Linked DNA regions of Sus scrofa: region 1 is linked to region 2. The links are chromatin contacts, called in public promoter capture Hi-C maps. All regions are on one chromosome and are shown on one strand. Each heading gives the region's core, a stretch centred on a gene start, on an enhancer-like site or on the middle of the called end of the contact. The rest is flanking DNA. Distances are from core to core; before and after follow the strand shown.

The links. Promoter capture Hi-C pulls out the DNA fragments that hold promoters and counts their contacts.
Region 1: a contact with region 2 is called in a promoter capture Hi-C map of liver, with 2.8 times the contacts expected there. The contact joins the promoter of NCLN here to the promoter of MRPL54 in region 2. A contact is called at or near these places in 2 of 5 promoter capture datasets (fetal skeletal muscle and liver) and 1 of 2 datasets of contacts at active chromatin or transcription factors (alveolar macrophages).

What each region holds. Positions count from the first base shown.
Region 1 is chr2:75,385,796-75,392,736 of Sscrofa11.1, forward strand. NCLN (nicalin) reads right to left here and starts at 4,806. Exons shown (of 14, transcript XM_021084134.1): 1 at 4,438-4,806. The coding sequence starts at 4,621.
Region 2 is chr2:74,923,141-74,930,629 of Sscrofa11.1, forward strand. MRPL54 (39S ribosomal protein L54, mitochondrial) reads right to left here and starts at 5,056. Exons shown (of 3, transcript XM_003123056.5): 1 at 4,896-5,056; 2 at 4,043-4,208; 3 at 1,924-3,413. The coding sequence starts at 5,013. The coding sequence ends at 3,281. It overlaps RAX2 (retina and anterior neural fold homeobox protein 2), which reads left to right. Exons shown (of 3, transcript XM_005661348.3): 3 at 66-1,694. The coding sequence ends at 404. APBA3 (amyloid beta A4 precursor protein-binding family A member 3) reads left to right here and starts at 6,937. Exons shown (of 14, transcript XR_002341692.1): 1 at 6,937-7,083.

The DNA of each region.
Region 1 (6,941 bases), core at 3,556-6,055, 460 kb after region 2:
ATGTTGCTGTAAGCTGTGGTGTAGGTCACAGATGCAGCTGGGATCCCACACCGCTGTGGCTGTGGCTGTGGCTTGGCTGGCAGCTGCAGCTCAGATAGGGCCCCTAGTCTGGGAACTTCCATATGCTGCAGGTCTGGACCTAAAAAAGCAAAAGACATTGTCTCTGCCCACCCAGCCACCCTGTGAGGATGTGTAGTCTGCCTGCTGGGCTCTCCCCACATGCCCTTGTGGCCCCACCACAGCTGAGGGGGGCTTAGTGTCCTCACCCCACCGGAAGAGGCTGCCAGTGTCCCCCCAGCCACCCGCCCACAAGGCAGAGGCAAGAACATCAGCAGGAGCACTGGATTGGATCCTGGACGGTCCTGCTTCCCCATCACTTCCACTGGGTCCCTCCAAACTCCTTGGACACAGAACCCCAGGCCCAGCCCAGGTTGGTGGGAGACCACCAGCGCTGATTCCAGGGTCCAGTCACCAGCACAGGGAGCCCCCAGGCTACAGGACTGCCCTCCACAGTCCTCAAAGCCCTGAGGAAAACCCAAACCCTGCCCTGGCTGACCCGAGCCGGTGGCCCTGGTCCTGCCCTCTCAGCTCAGTTGTGGTCCTCTCCTGGCCAGGCACCCCCCACCTCCACGGCTCTAACATCACCCTGTCCAAGTCTGTGGGGGCCTGAGCACCACTCAGAGGGTGTAGTTGCTATCTACTCCCCTAAATAGCCTGGGGCTTCAGGGGGCAAGCGTCTCATTCACTGAAGCTTACACCCAGCATCGCTTGGCAACTCCTGGCCCAAGTGACAAAGACACACAGCGAGCCCAAAACATCTCGTGTGTGCAGGCTGACCCAGGATGCACAAAGCAAGGAAACAAACCCTATCATACATGAAGCCTGCATGTAGTCCTTTGGATCTCCAGTCTGAGACCACACAGGGGGTGTCAAAATAACAATGCAGGAATCCCTGCTGTGGTGCAAGGGGACTGGCTATGTCTCTGCAGCACCAGGTCGCAGGTTTGATCCCCTGCCCAGCCCAGTAGGTTAAAGGATCTGGCGTTGCCACAGCTTTCAGTGTAGACTGCAACTGTGGCTCAGATCTGATCCCTGGCTGGGAAACTCATACGCCCCAGGGCGGCCAAAAAACAAAAAAGAACAATGCAGAGGAATTTTCTTATGGCTTAATGGGTTAAGGATTTGGTGTTGTCACCGTGGTGGTTCTGGTTTTAGCTGTGGTGAGGATTTGATCCCTGGCCTGGGAACTTCCTGTGTGTGAGGCCAATAAAATAAAATAAAAATAGAATAACAATGCAGAGAAACGGGTCTGTTTCCCCACAGGAGTCAGAGTGTGCTGCTCGGAGGTCGAGGCAGCAGGGCAAGGTGACACCCAAGTCCTCAGGGATACACCAGGCCAGGCTCAGGGCCAGGAGTGAGGTCTCCACCTCTGCTTTCCAGGAATGCACCATGGGGGTAAAGGCAGCTTCCTACAGCTCATCCTGAGGGCTGTTCCCAGGGAGAAATGCAAAAATGACAGTGTCCCAGGTGGGAATGGGGAGGGCTGTCTCAGGGCCTTGGGCCTATGACCTAGGAGTGAAGCTGGGCCGTGGGCCTCAGGCTGGTGGCTCCATGCCTCTCCCCACCCCTTCTGGGCCTTTCCTCAGCTCTAGGGCCACCTTCAGAGCTGGAGGATGGCAAAGACCTTCAAGAGCCCTTGAAGCTTTGGGAATGCTGGGCAGCCCCTCCCCCGTGCCCCACCTGTCCCAGCCGCAGACTCCCAGGGGAGGTTCAGATGTCACCTCAGGGTGGGGACACAGAGGGCTGCCTGGGAAGCCTACTGTGACCCACTTTCTGCAGGGAAAGTAGAAGGAGGGAAGAGGTGAGAGCAGAGCCAGGTGGATGCCAACTCCCCAACTGTCCCCAGAGTGTGAGCACCCCGAGAACAGAAACAGTCTTTGCTGGGGTGAGGCTGGAGTCAGCATAGCCTCGGTCACCCTCGTGTCTGGGTGGGCACTGGACACCTGGACAGAAGTTACCAATTTCCACAACAGGATCAGACCTGAGCGGGGTTTGCAAACTTTTCTATCTATGGCCTAGTGCCAGTCTTCTCTCCTTGTGGGTGGCACTTGTCCTTTGCTGCAGGAAGCCACCAACTGGTGGGTATAGCCACATGCTGATAAAACTTTATTTACAACACGGGGCAGAGAGCCCAGCCCCAGTGAGGCAGTCCTACAAGCCTGCCCAGGTGGTTGGTTACATCCCCACCTCCCAGGACCTGTTTCAATGTGGACCAAGTGAGATGGGCACAAGCAGGCCACCCTAGCAGGGCCAGAGTCCGGGGCAGGGGGGGGGGGATGAGGTCACACCCCAGGGCCCAGCTCACACCCCAGCTCAAAGAGCACACGCCTCTCCTTCCCAGCAGCCCGCCCGCCTGTTTCTCAACAGGAGCGAACAGGAAATTGGGAAAGGAGGCCCAGCAAGGGTTGCACCAGGAGGCGGGGCGGGGAGCAAGGGTGTGCGCGGTGACACTGGGGACTCTGCAATCAGCAATGACCCAGCAGGTCAACTCTCAAAGCTTCCACCACCGGCAGAGCCAGGGGCTCCCTCTGTCCCCAGCATATCCCCAGCTTCTCAGCAGGAGAGGCAGAACAGGGGAGGGAGGAGGGCAGGGAGAAAGCAGAGAGGGTTCTCAAGGAGGACACTAGTCTGAAGTACCCATCTGCAGAGGGGAGAGTGGGCCACCCAGCAGGCAGGCCAGATTGATGAGGTGAGGGAACGGCGGGCAACTCCTCCTGGAGAGTTCCAGGATCTGGACCTGCTGGATTTCAGGATTGTCCAGACCAGGACAGCAGCTCATTACAATTAAATAACGCTGAAGATCCCTTTCCTCCGTTGCATGAACTACATCTTCAGTGGCCACCTGCGACAGCACTGCCGTGACAGCACTGTCTCCTCAGGAGGATGCCAACAATGCATACAGACGGACCACACGTTAGGGCTCCTGGCTTTCTAACCCACTGGTTAGGAGCCTGGGGCCTCGGGTCTAGAGCCATCACTGTAAGCCCCCTCTTGGCACTGCTGACATTCCAGCCCAGACCATTCTGTGGGGGAGCCATCCTGGGCACTGTGTGGGGTGGAGCACCCTTCCTGGCCCCATCCACTCAATGCCAGAGGCCCCCCTCCATGACAACAACAGTCATCACTCAGTGACCCGTAGGTTGACAATCATTGCACTAAACAGAAATGACATAACTCTGGGACAGGGAAGGATCTGAGAGAAAGTCCCAAGAAACCGGGGCCCCTCAAGGGCCCGGCAGTGGCAGGGGGTCCAGGCTGGGCCTAAGGTCCCAATTGCAGGGGCAAGTCCAATAGAACCAGGGCTCAGAGATGAACCAGGACCAGGAGGAATGGGGAGGGGGTTTCCTCATAGGGAGGGCAGGCGTTAACTTGTGGGGACCTAAGACACCAGGCCGGAAGGTTCTGGAACACCAGATACAGCAAAGCTGGGAAAAGAGAGGGGAATTTAAAATGAGCTGGGCAACGAGGTCTGAGAGATGAGGGAACAGGGCTGGGGAGTAGGATCTAGGCCTCTGCGTCTGAAATCCTGGGAAGGAGCGGGAGTGTCCCAGGAAGCCGACAGATGGGTATGCACCAAAGGAGAGAACAAAATATGGGGTCTAGGAGATTTCAGGAGCCCAAACACAAGGGACTGAAAGGGGGTGGGGGCGGAGGGATTAGCTAAGCCCTTCTGAGGAACCTGACACATAAGCTGCGACCAGGAAGCAGAGCCTAGGAGAGAGAGACCTGGACACCGGGCCACGCTGAGGTTGGCGATCAGAGCTCTTGAGCCCTAAGGGGGGCAGAATGTGGGCACTGGACAAAGAGCACCAGGGTGCTCTGGGCTATGGATGGTTGGGAAGCTCAGCCTGGCAGAACCGAGCTGAGAGGCTCCAGTCCAAGTCAAGTAGGTCAAAGGTTGGAGCTCTGGTCCACGTGGGAATCAGAGAGAGAGGGGACCCAGGAGTCCAAACGCAGGAGGAGCCTGGCCTGAGAGTAAGAGCTCTGACTTCTGGAGCATATAGCCCTTGTCGGGGCCGGGGAGCTGGGAGTGCCAGTGCAGCAGGTTCCTGGGGCATTAGGCAGAGAGAGCTGGGGGCCTAGCGTGGATCTAGGTGTTCAGGCTCTGACTTGCCAGGGGTCTTGGGTAAGAGTCTAGAGACCAAGTGAGGTCTGCGCTTGGACTCCTGCTAGACAGGTGGGAGAGACGGGTCCTAGGGCCCGAAGAGCAGAGACCAAACCAAGGGAGAGAGGTATCCCGGCTGGAGTAGGCCAGGGCCCCAGTAAAGGGGGAGTCTGAGTGGGAAAGCAGGTTGGGGTAGGCAAAGCCGGGGTAGGCCAGGGGCCCAGGAGGAGAGCCGGACTCCGTGGGGAGATGAGGGGCCCGGGTCCACGTACCATAGGGCTGTCCCTGCAGGTCGTACTGCTGCATGCGGTACACGGTAAACTCGTGCGCCGCGTCGGCGGCTGGCAGCGGCGGCGCCACGAGCAGCAGCACGGCGGGCAGGAAAACGATGAAGCCAAGTGGCAGGCACGACGCCTTCAGCATGTTCTCCAGCACCTCGCCCGCTTCCTCCAACATCCTGGCCGGCGGCGGGGCCGCGCGGGGCGGCGGCGGGGACGGGACGGCGACAGCGGCGACTCCCGCGGACTCACCTCGGCATGGGTAGGCGCCGGGGTCCTGCGGGCGCCGTGCCGGGCAGCCTGCATCCGCTTCGGGGTCCTGAGGGCACCGCTGAGGGCTACATGCCCGCCGCCCTGCCGACTGGAAGTTGTAGTTCTCCAGGCGCGCGCGGAGGCATCTGGGAATCGTAGGCCCATTCCGTTACTTCCAGATGGCGAAGGGTGAAGGGGACCGTTTGGCTAAAGTTTCACATAAACTCCAAGCCAGAAGCTACAGAGACTTTAAAAATGCTATTAGCAGTGGAACTTACTGAAATTCTGCTTTACTTTGGGAAAAGAGGAGGGAAGGGGGTGTGTTGCAGGATGTGACCTCGCGACCCGGAAGTAAGTTTGGAAGCAATTGGGGACGGGGGGCGGGGGGGAGTGGAACGTGATACTCTAGGTCTCCTGGGAATTGTAGTCTAATTGAGCAAGCGCAAGGGGTCATGGGAGCTGGAGTCTTTTAGACAGAAGTTGGAGAAAAATCACTTAAAATTCCCAAAGAATATAGATGTTAAACTACATAAGGACAAAGAATTTTGTCTGCTTTGTGCACTGATTTATACCTCATAACGTAACACAGGGTCTAGCACACAGTGGATGGTTTATATAATTTTTGGATAAATGAATGAAATAGAATAAAGAAATCCTGATAGAAGGTTCCTAAGGGATGTCGCAATGGATTGTGGGACTTGTAGTCAGGAGCCAGGCGTTGTGCCAAGATTGGAGAGATAATTATTTTGTGCTTATGCTTATTTATATTGGGGACATTCTCATATTAAAAAAAAAAAAAAGTTTAGTGTTAGAAATTCAAATTTCACTGGGTGTCTCAGATTTGTATTTTCTTATCTGGGCACCCTAAGAATCCAATTGTCTCAGGGTCCCTGGAGGCGTTGAAGAGCATTAGTAATTCACACCCTCTTGTACAGATGGGAAGACCGAGGCCACAGGGTGCAGAGCACACTGGCCCTAGCCCCCAGACTCTGATACTGTTGCCAAAGGAATTGGGCCCTCCCTCCTACCCAAGGGAGAAGTGGCAGTTATGCTGATTAATAGCATGGGTTCAAGTCCCAGCTCATCCACTTCCCAGGCTGTGTGACCTTGGGCATGTTGCTTCACCTCTCTGACCCTCTTTTTCCTCAGCTGCCAAATATGATCATCAAACACTCTTCTTGGGCTCCCCAGGGGTGTGTAAAGATTCAATAAGATAATCCACGTGAACCGACTTGGAAAAAGCAAGGCAGACGTGAAATGCTCAATAAGTGTTGGTATTAGGAGAAAGCACCAAGCTTGTGCAGCCTCAGAGCTGCTGCATCTGCTATCCCTGCGAAACACTCACGCCCCTCCCCCACCCCACCTTTCTGCATGGCTAGCTCCTTACTGAAATGATGGGCATCTCTTAGTTTGAGGCTTGTCAACCCTACCAAACTGTGACCGTTATGTGGGCAGGCACCAGGTTATTTTTCGCTGGAACTCCAGTGTCCAGAACAGAGCCTGACACACAGTGGTTGCGTGAGTGAATGAAAGAGTCATGAACACCCCAACACACCAGCCCAGCCCTCCCAGCTATGTCCCCTGCTTCTGGCCATCCCGAGGCCTCTCCAGGGAGGTCCTAGGCACCAGGAGTAATGAGCGGCCCGGTAGGGCTGGGAAAGGGATGAGAACTCATTCTGGCCCACATAATCCTCAGCAGCAAATGTTTATTACCTGCTTCTCCATCCAACCCTATTCTTCCACTCCAGGCTATGAACAGGCAAGACATGCACATGCGTCTCTCACACACACGCACACACACACTCACCCAGAATTAGAGAAAGAAAACAGCCTGAACTTGGCTCAGATAGCAGGAATTCGACTCGAGAGCTGTTCATGCTGCCTCCTCTCCTGACCCTTGGTTTTTTCTGTCTGTAAAATAAGATTCAATTAATCCTGCTTTGTGGATATGAAACCTAGGACAGCCCAAAGGATGAAATGGAACATTTGTTCTGAGTTTTCCAAAGAGGGAAGGAACTGGTATTTATTCATTCATTCATTCATCAAAGAGGCAGTAACAAGCAGGGATCAAGAAGTCACCTGCCTGGGTTTGACTCCCATCTCTGCCTCTTCCCAGCTGTGTGACTTTGTGTAAGTTATCTAACCTCTCTGGGCATTGGTTTCACCATCTGCAAACTGAAGTTAATGATGATGTCTGCCTCCTGGAGGTTTTGCAAGAATTAAATGAGTTAATACAAAAGTGACAA
Region 2 (7,489 bases), core at 3,806-6,305:
CCCAAGAGTGGGTGCCCCTCTTCCCACTGGCCCCAACCTGGAAGCACCTCTCTTGCTGCCTCCAGGTGTGGTTCCAGAACCGCCGGGCCAAGTGGCGCCGCCAGGAACGTCTGGAGTCGGGCTCTGGAGCTGTGGCAGCCCCAAGGCTCCCTGAAGCCCCAGCACTGCCCTTTGCCCGCCCTCCTGCCATGCCACTGCCCTTGGAACCCTGGCTGGGCCCTGGGCCCCCAGCCGTGCCAGGCCTCCCTTGCCTCCTGGGCCAGGGCACTGGGCTGCAGGGGTCCTTTGGGCCCCATGCCTTCGGTCCAGCCTTCGCAGAAGGCTTTGCCCTGGAGGAGGCATCCCTGCGGCTGCTGGCCAAGGAGCACGTGCAGGTTCTGGACAGGGCCTGGCCGTCAGCCTGAGCCTGGTGCCTGTCGGTGGCCACCCACGCCAGATCCCTCACCTCACCATCACCTCCTTACCCTGCCTTTCAGGGAACTGGCACTGGTTTCAGCAAGGAGGTGGCCAGAGGGTGGTCCCTGGCCTGGTCTCAGGGGTGTCTGTGCCCTCGTGGGGCCTCAGTCTCCCCATCTGTCAAATGGGTGTGGGTGGGGTGGATTCTGAGGCTCTTAGACTGTAAAGCTGCACTCAGGAGCCACTGGGATGTTGATTCTGAGTTGATCAGTCTAAATCCCTCTGTCTGCTCCTAATCTAACAGCAGAGCCTCCCTGGCCCTCAGAGACTTTCTCTGAGAATAACAAATAACAGCAGAAGCTCATGTTCAACCTGTCCCCTTTCACTACATGCTCTGTATGTCCACCCTATGCCCACAGCTTTACCCTGTGAGGTGGGCATAGCCATCGGCCTCATTTTACAGGGGAGGAAACTGGGACCCAGAGAGGCAAAGCTAGTTCCCTGAGGCCACAAAGCCTGTAGGAGGTGGAGCTGTTTTCAAACTCATTGCCTGACTCCATCACCCCAGGCACCACACTGGACCCTGGCCAGACACTAACAGGGTACTCTCAGGTAGAAGCAGCTGACGCCAGGTGAATATTGTTTGCCCCTGCACCCCCCACTTACCAAAGTGTGGCTTATGTCCTCACTGACCACAGCCCCCATCATGTCTCCCAGCCCCACTGATGCTGGGTTGGGTCCCTGGTGTTCTAGCCAATGCAACTATGTCTCCCCAGGCCTCATGAAGGTACAGTGGTCACCCTTCCCAGGGCTGGGCTGGACTCCAGGACATGGAAGCTGTGGTGGGGGGTGGGGGACTGGCCCAGTGCCTACATGACAGGGAACCACCGTAGGGGATGGGGCAGCCTGGGACAGATGGGGGAGGGGGAGAGAGGGCAGCACCCCACTCGCTCCTGGCTCTATCCAGGAAGTGACCACAGGCTCTAGGAAACTCCAGGAATTTCACCTGATGCTCACACCCAGATCATCTGCTCACCTTCAATCTCAGATGGCACCTCTGAACCCAATGGCCCACATGCTGTTACACTGCAGCAGCCAGACCAGCCACACACCCAATCATTGATTCATCCATCCAGTCTATGACAAAGACATGGCAGTGAACAGAGAAAAACCCCCATCCTCGTGGAGCTGCCACTCCAGTGGAAGAGACAAGAACCATGATTTTTTTTTTTTTTGCCATTTCTTGGGCCGCTCCCGCGGCATATGAAGGTTCCCAGGCTAGGGGTCAAATCAGAGCTGTAGCCGCAGGCCTACGCCAGAGCCACAGCAACGCGGGATCCGAGCCACATCTGCAACCTACACCACAGCTCACGGCAACGTCAGATCCTTAACTCACTGAGCAAGGCCAGGGATCGAACTTGCAACCTCATGAAGAACCATGATTTTTAAAATAAATTTAAAAAACATGTAATGTCTGCTGGTGTTAAGTGCAAGGGAGAAAAATAAAACCAGCAAGCGCAATCAGGAGTGTGTGCAGGGTTACAATTTAATAGGGTAGTCAGGGGAGGCCTCACGGAGGTGACATCAGAGCAGAGACTTGGAAGTGAAAGAGGGAGCCCCAGGTACATCTGGGGAAAAGCAACCCAGGTAGAGGGCACAGCATGTCCAAGGGCCCTAGGGCAGCACATTGCCTTGTGTGTAGGAGGAAGTGAGGAGGCCTGTGGCTATACCAACTTTGGCTTTTTACCCTGAGAGCCCTGGGGAACCACGAGAGGGTTGGAACAATCAGCCTGCCCACAGCAGGCCACCAGGGATGGCAGGTGTGCGGTAATCCGCCTGGCAGAGTCCTCCTAAGAGGATGAGGGCTCTTATTTTCCTGGGACTAGACAGAATTAGCTGCAGGGACCCTGCTCTGCCCCAGCCCCCCAGGCAGTTACCCAGGTATCTCCAATCCAGGTATCTACCCAGGAGAGGGCATGGCTATAGCAGGGCCCTGGCACTGTGTGCACACACGGTGTACCCTCTAGCTACCTCCAATCTGGTGGACACCCGTGGGGGTGGATAGGAAGATGATCGGTGGGCCCAGGTTCCTCAGATCAAATGATGGTCCAATGAAAATAACCCTGTGACCTTGGTAGGAAGGAAAGAGAAGTCCTTTTCCTCTGTTAGGCTTGCTGAACTGGGTAGGGGGGTGTCAGCCAGGAGCCACACCTGCCCAAGGGAACTACTCACTGGAGTTGAAAGACTCCAGGAATGGAGAGAGCCACATAGCTGAGCACCTGGATCCAGCTGTGCCTGAAGTCAGAACCTACCCCTGGACATTTCAGTTCCTGAAGCTCACAGACTATTCTGCTCCAGATGACTTGGCTCAGGTGTGAGTCCACTGTAACCCAGAGAGGCTTAGCTAGAACCATCCACCCCCAACGTGAGGACAGGGGTTGGGGCCTCTTGGGCAATGCTAGGAATTCCAAGAATCAGGGTAAGAAGCCCAGTGAGGCATGGAAGTGAAGATGGACCTGTAGAAGCCAGACCAACCACTGGGAGTGGAGGCTGGGCCATGGAACCACAGAGTTTGAAGTATACCTCCCTCCCCACTGCCTGCCCCAAGTCCCTCCTGGCCCCAATGTGAGACATGACCCAGCACCATCCAGGGCCTGTCAACAATTGCCCCAAGAAGTCTTTACTGGTCCCCAGGACCTTAATTCGGCCTCACTGTGGGGACCACCCAGGAACCCCAGTGAGAGGAAGATCTCTGTTTTCAGAAAAGTCTGTCTTTTCCGGAAAATAAAAGGTTGTGGGGGCGGGAAGGTGGAGGTACTTCCCCTCCCTACACCTTCTGTCTCCTCAGGTCCTTGGAGGTCCCGGTGCTCTGGTTCCTCGCCTGCTAGAACTTTCGGTTCTTGCTCAGCCGGTTGTGGCGCCAAATGTTGTGTTTCCGCAGCAGCCGCCAGTATTCTCGGGTCTCGGGGTCCAGTTCCTCCAGCTTCTTGGGGGGGCCCACGTTCATCTCGAACAGCCTGACAGGGAGTGGGCGGTAGTTGGGGTTGCAGAGCAGCCCCTGCATGGCTTCCGCACTCCAGGCACTCTAGGCAGAGGCAGCAGCAGGACTGAGTCCCATGGTGGCTGCATGACCTCAGGACCGTCCCTCTCCACCCCTAGCCAGGTTCCTGGTTGTGGAACGAGAGGGTGCTCCTATCCCAATGGCCCTGGGATCTGAGGTGGACCAAGGCTTCTGCCTCCTAGCCATTGTCCCTGTGTCACTGCCTGCCTGTATGGCCTCCCCACTCACTCACTCAACCTCTCTAAACTTTCCCCAGCTTAAAGGATCAGCTCACGCCAAGGGCTTCGACATCCTGCCACCGCCCTCAGGGCCAAGAGCAAAATCCTCCCTGCAGCCCCACCCCCACCCCGGGTGCACACAGGCTGTGCTCCATCAAGTTCCTGTCCTGTCTCCCTCTACTCTCCACCTTGCCCCCTGCTCTCACTAACAGACCAGGTTCAGGTCTTTGCACTGACTGTTCCCATCCACCTCTGAAGCTCTGTTCACCCACTCAGGTCTTGACTCGTATCACCTTCCCAGGGAAGCCTTCTGGAAACCTCAGATTTGACTAGCCAGGCCCTCCTCACCCAGTCCCAGTCCACTTACCACTCTGGGTACTCAGAATCTGGCTTCAGAACGACATCCTGGCCCTCCTTGTAGATATTGACGCCCATGGCATGTGTGGTGAGACGGAAGGGGTCTGTACACACCTCTGGGTCCTTAAGAGCCTCACCGACCACAGCGCCTTTGCCGCCTTTGCCCCCCTTAATGACTGTGATAGGGTAGAATCATTTCAGCCCAACTTCACCCTCAAGAAGCCACCCCTTTCTGCCCTGGCTGGACCTTGTATGCTACATGCAAAACCATTTAAACTGGAACACGGCTACTGCATTAAATGGCACTAACATTCAAGTGACCAAGTCATCCCTTTCCAATTCCATTTTCATTCCTTATGTTTAGCTCATGGAGAAAGTCTCCGCCGGCTGCTTGGTGTTTTTAAACCCTCACAATTGCCAAGTCCCTCCTTTCGACAGAGGAAATCAGGCAAGGGTGTTTCCAGAGAAAATTTCTTTTCGTTTTAATACTTGGATGGGTCCCCATATGGCTCCAATCCTTGCCAAAGGTAACCGATTTGGAGGCAGAAACATGAGAGGTGGCCAACTTCATTACTTCCTCGGCCCCTCAGCCCCGCACCCTTCCAAGAAAACCCTTTCCCAGTAAGGCGACTTTGCTCCAGCTAGCACAGACCCCAGCCACAGCCTTAGGGGCTTCACGCTGGTGCCGGCGCACTGACTGCAATCGCGCCCAGGTACCTCGAACTGCGCCTGCACAGAGCTAAGCAGCGGCCTCTGAGCTTGCGTGCTGATTCTAGGACGCGCCTCCCCAACCCGCGCTTGCGCACTACCAACTTCCCAATGTTCCCACCACTGCCGTCTTGGTCTCTCGTAACCCAGCTCACCCGGTCTTTTGGCGTAATTTCGTACATGGAGTCGCCCAGAAACGGCGGCATCTGAGAGCTCCCAGGCCCGCCAGGCGGCCCAGCTACGGGCAGCCCCGAAAAGGCGTCTGGCCGCCATGACCTATGCCGACTGCCCGCACGTGCACGTTTCCGGAATACGTCAGCGACCGAAGGGTGCCTGGGAGTTGTAGGCTCCTAGCGATTTATGGGGAGCGTAGTATTTTGTCTTAGGGCAACATTTATTTTGACTGCTTTAAACTTTTATAGATATCCCTAGTTTACTGCAGGAGGGGACTTTCAAAGGATGTGGATTTTTTTAAAAACTTTTATTAAAATATAGTTGATTTACAATGTTGTGTTTTTTTCAGCTGTATAACAAAGGGATCGTTACACATGTATGTATACTTTGTTAGCTTCTTTTTCATTACAGGTTATTACAAGATATTGAATGTAGCTCCCTGTACTATACAGTAGGTTTTCCTTGATTCAAAGGATGTTTCCTTGACTTCTTGTCCTTTGGTTTCTTATCACTTCCCTTAAGTATCACACCTTATACATTCCTGATTCTATTCAATGAGCAATTACTGAAAACCTGAAGGTAATAAAAGCTGACATATATTAGACTCATTATGTCCCAACCCTATTGCTAAATCCATAATCAGCTCGATTTTGTTTAATTCTCATGATTAGGAGGTAGGTATGTATTTTATCATCCTCAGTTTACAATTAAGGAAGCCAGAAGCTCAGGGAGGTAACGTTAAGACAGGTGAGCCATTCTGCTAACCCTAACCCTCCCTACTGTGAGCTAAAGTCCGTCCACAGTATGGTCCCTGCCCTGCTTCCAGTGTCCCTGGAATTGAGAGAATCTCTTAACGCTAGTTTAGGATTTTCCAGTCTCATTTCTTTCTTTCTTCATTTTTTCCCCTGTCTTTTTAGGGGCCCCACCCATGGCACATGGACATTTCGAGGCTAGGAGTCAAATCGAGTGGTAGCTGCCAGTCTACACCACAGCAATACAGGATCTGAGCCACACCTGTGGCCTACACCACAGTTTAAAGCAACGCTGGATCCTTAACCCACTGAGTGAGGCCCAGAATGCCAGTCGGTCTGATTCGTTACCACTGAGCCACAATGGCAACTCCCAGTCTCATTTCTTCATCTTTTTCTTTCTTTTTTAGTGTCGGTGGCATGTGGAAGTTCCTGGGTCAGGGATCAAACCCGCACCACAGTGGTAACCAGAGCCACGAGCCACATCAGTGACAACTGCCAGATCTAGCTGAGCCACACTTTTGATTTTTGGCTCCAGCATGCGGAATCTCAGTTCTCAGACTATGGATTTGAACTTTGGCTGCAGCAGCGACAACGCTGAGTCCTAACCACTAGACCACTAGGGAACTCCCAAGCAGTGCTTTTTTTCTTTTCTTCTTCTTCTTTTTTTTTTTTTTTTTTTGTTTTCCTTTTTGCCATTTCTTGGGCCGCTCCCATGGCACATGGAGGTTCCCAGGCTAGGGGTCGAATCAGAGCTGCAGCCGCCGGCCTACGCTAGAGCCACAGCAACGTGGGATCCGAGCCACTTCTGTAACCTACACCACAGCTCACAGCAACGCCGGATCCTTAACCCACTGAGCAAGGCCAGGGATCGAACCCACAACCTCATGGTTCCTAGTCGGATTCGTTAACCACTGAGCCACGACGGGAACTCCATCTTTTCTTTTTTCTTTTTAGGGCACAAGCGGAATATGGAGGTTCCCATGCTAGGGGTCAAATCCGAGCTGTAGCGGCGGACCCTTAACCCTGCGATGGAACCCGCGTCCCCAATGTATGCTAGTCAGATTCGTTTCCGCTGAGCCAGGATGGGGACTCCACAATCAGCGTTCTTTTTAACCCCATATTGCAGTTGAGGAAAAAAGCCTCAGAGGCCAGCTCTTGGGTTTCACTCTGGGTAAATGGAAGTCTGGGATTCAAACTAGCGGCCCCAACATCTAGCGCCCCCTCGCGGAGGGTCAGAACTACATTTCCCAGCAAGCCCCGGGGACGTGCGCATGCCCAGTGATCCAGGAGGACTGCGCGGACAGATCTGCCGGCGCCCTGTCTGGGAATTGGCAAGCGGCGGCGCCTGGCAGGACTGGACCAACTCTGGCGCAGGGTCCTGGGGGCCTCGTGGGTTGAGACCACCTCGGTTTGGGACGTGAGTATCCTGGAGGGGCAGAGCGAGGTCTGGGGACAGCGCCTGAGGTCACAGGTCTGAAGTCTTGAGTCTGGGGTCTGAGCGAGAACAGGTACTTAGTTCTCCGCTTTAGAGTCAAGTTATGTCTTCAGGCTGGGTCTGAGGTCGAGGTCCGAGCCTGGGGTCAATCTTGAGCATGGCATTGGAGGTCTTGAGATGAAAGTCTGCTTTTTGGCGTATTGGAGCTCTAGTATTAAGTTTGAAGTTTGGGGTCTTGAATCCCGGGTCTCAGAGACCTCTACCTGTCTAGTCTGTATGGTAAGGGTGTGTCTCCAGTCTGGGGAGGAAGACTTGGAAGAACCAGGGCTGGGATGAACATCGTCCGTGGAAGGGGTGAGGTCTGGGGTAACAGGTACCTAAGAATCCC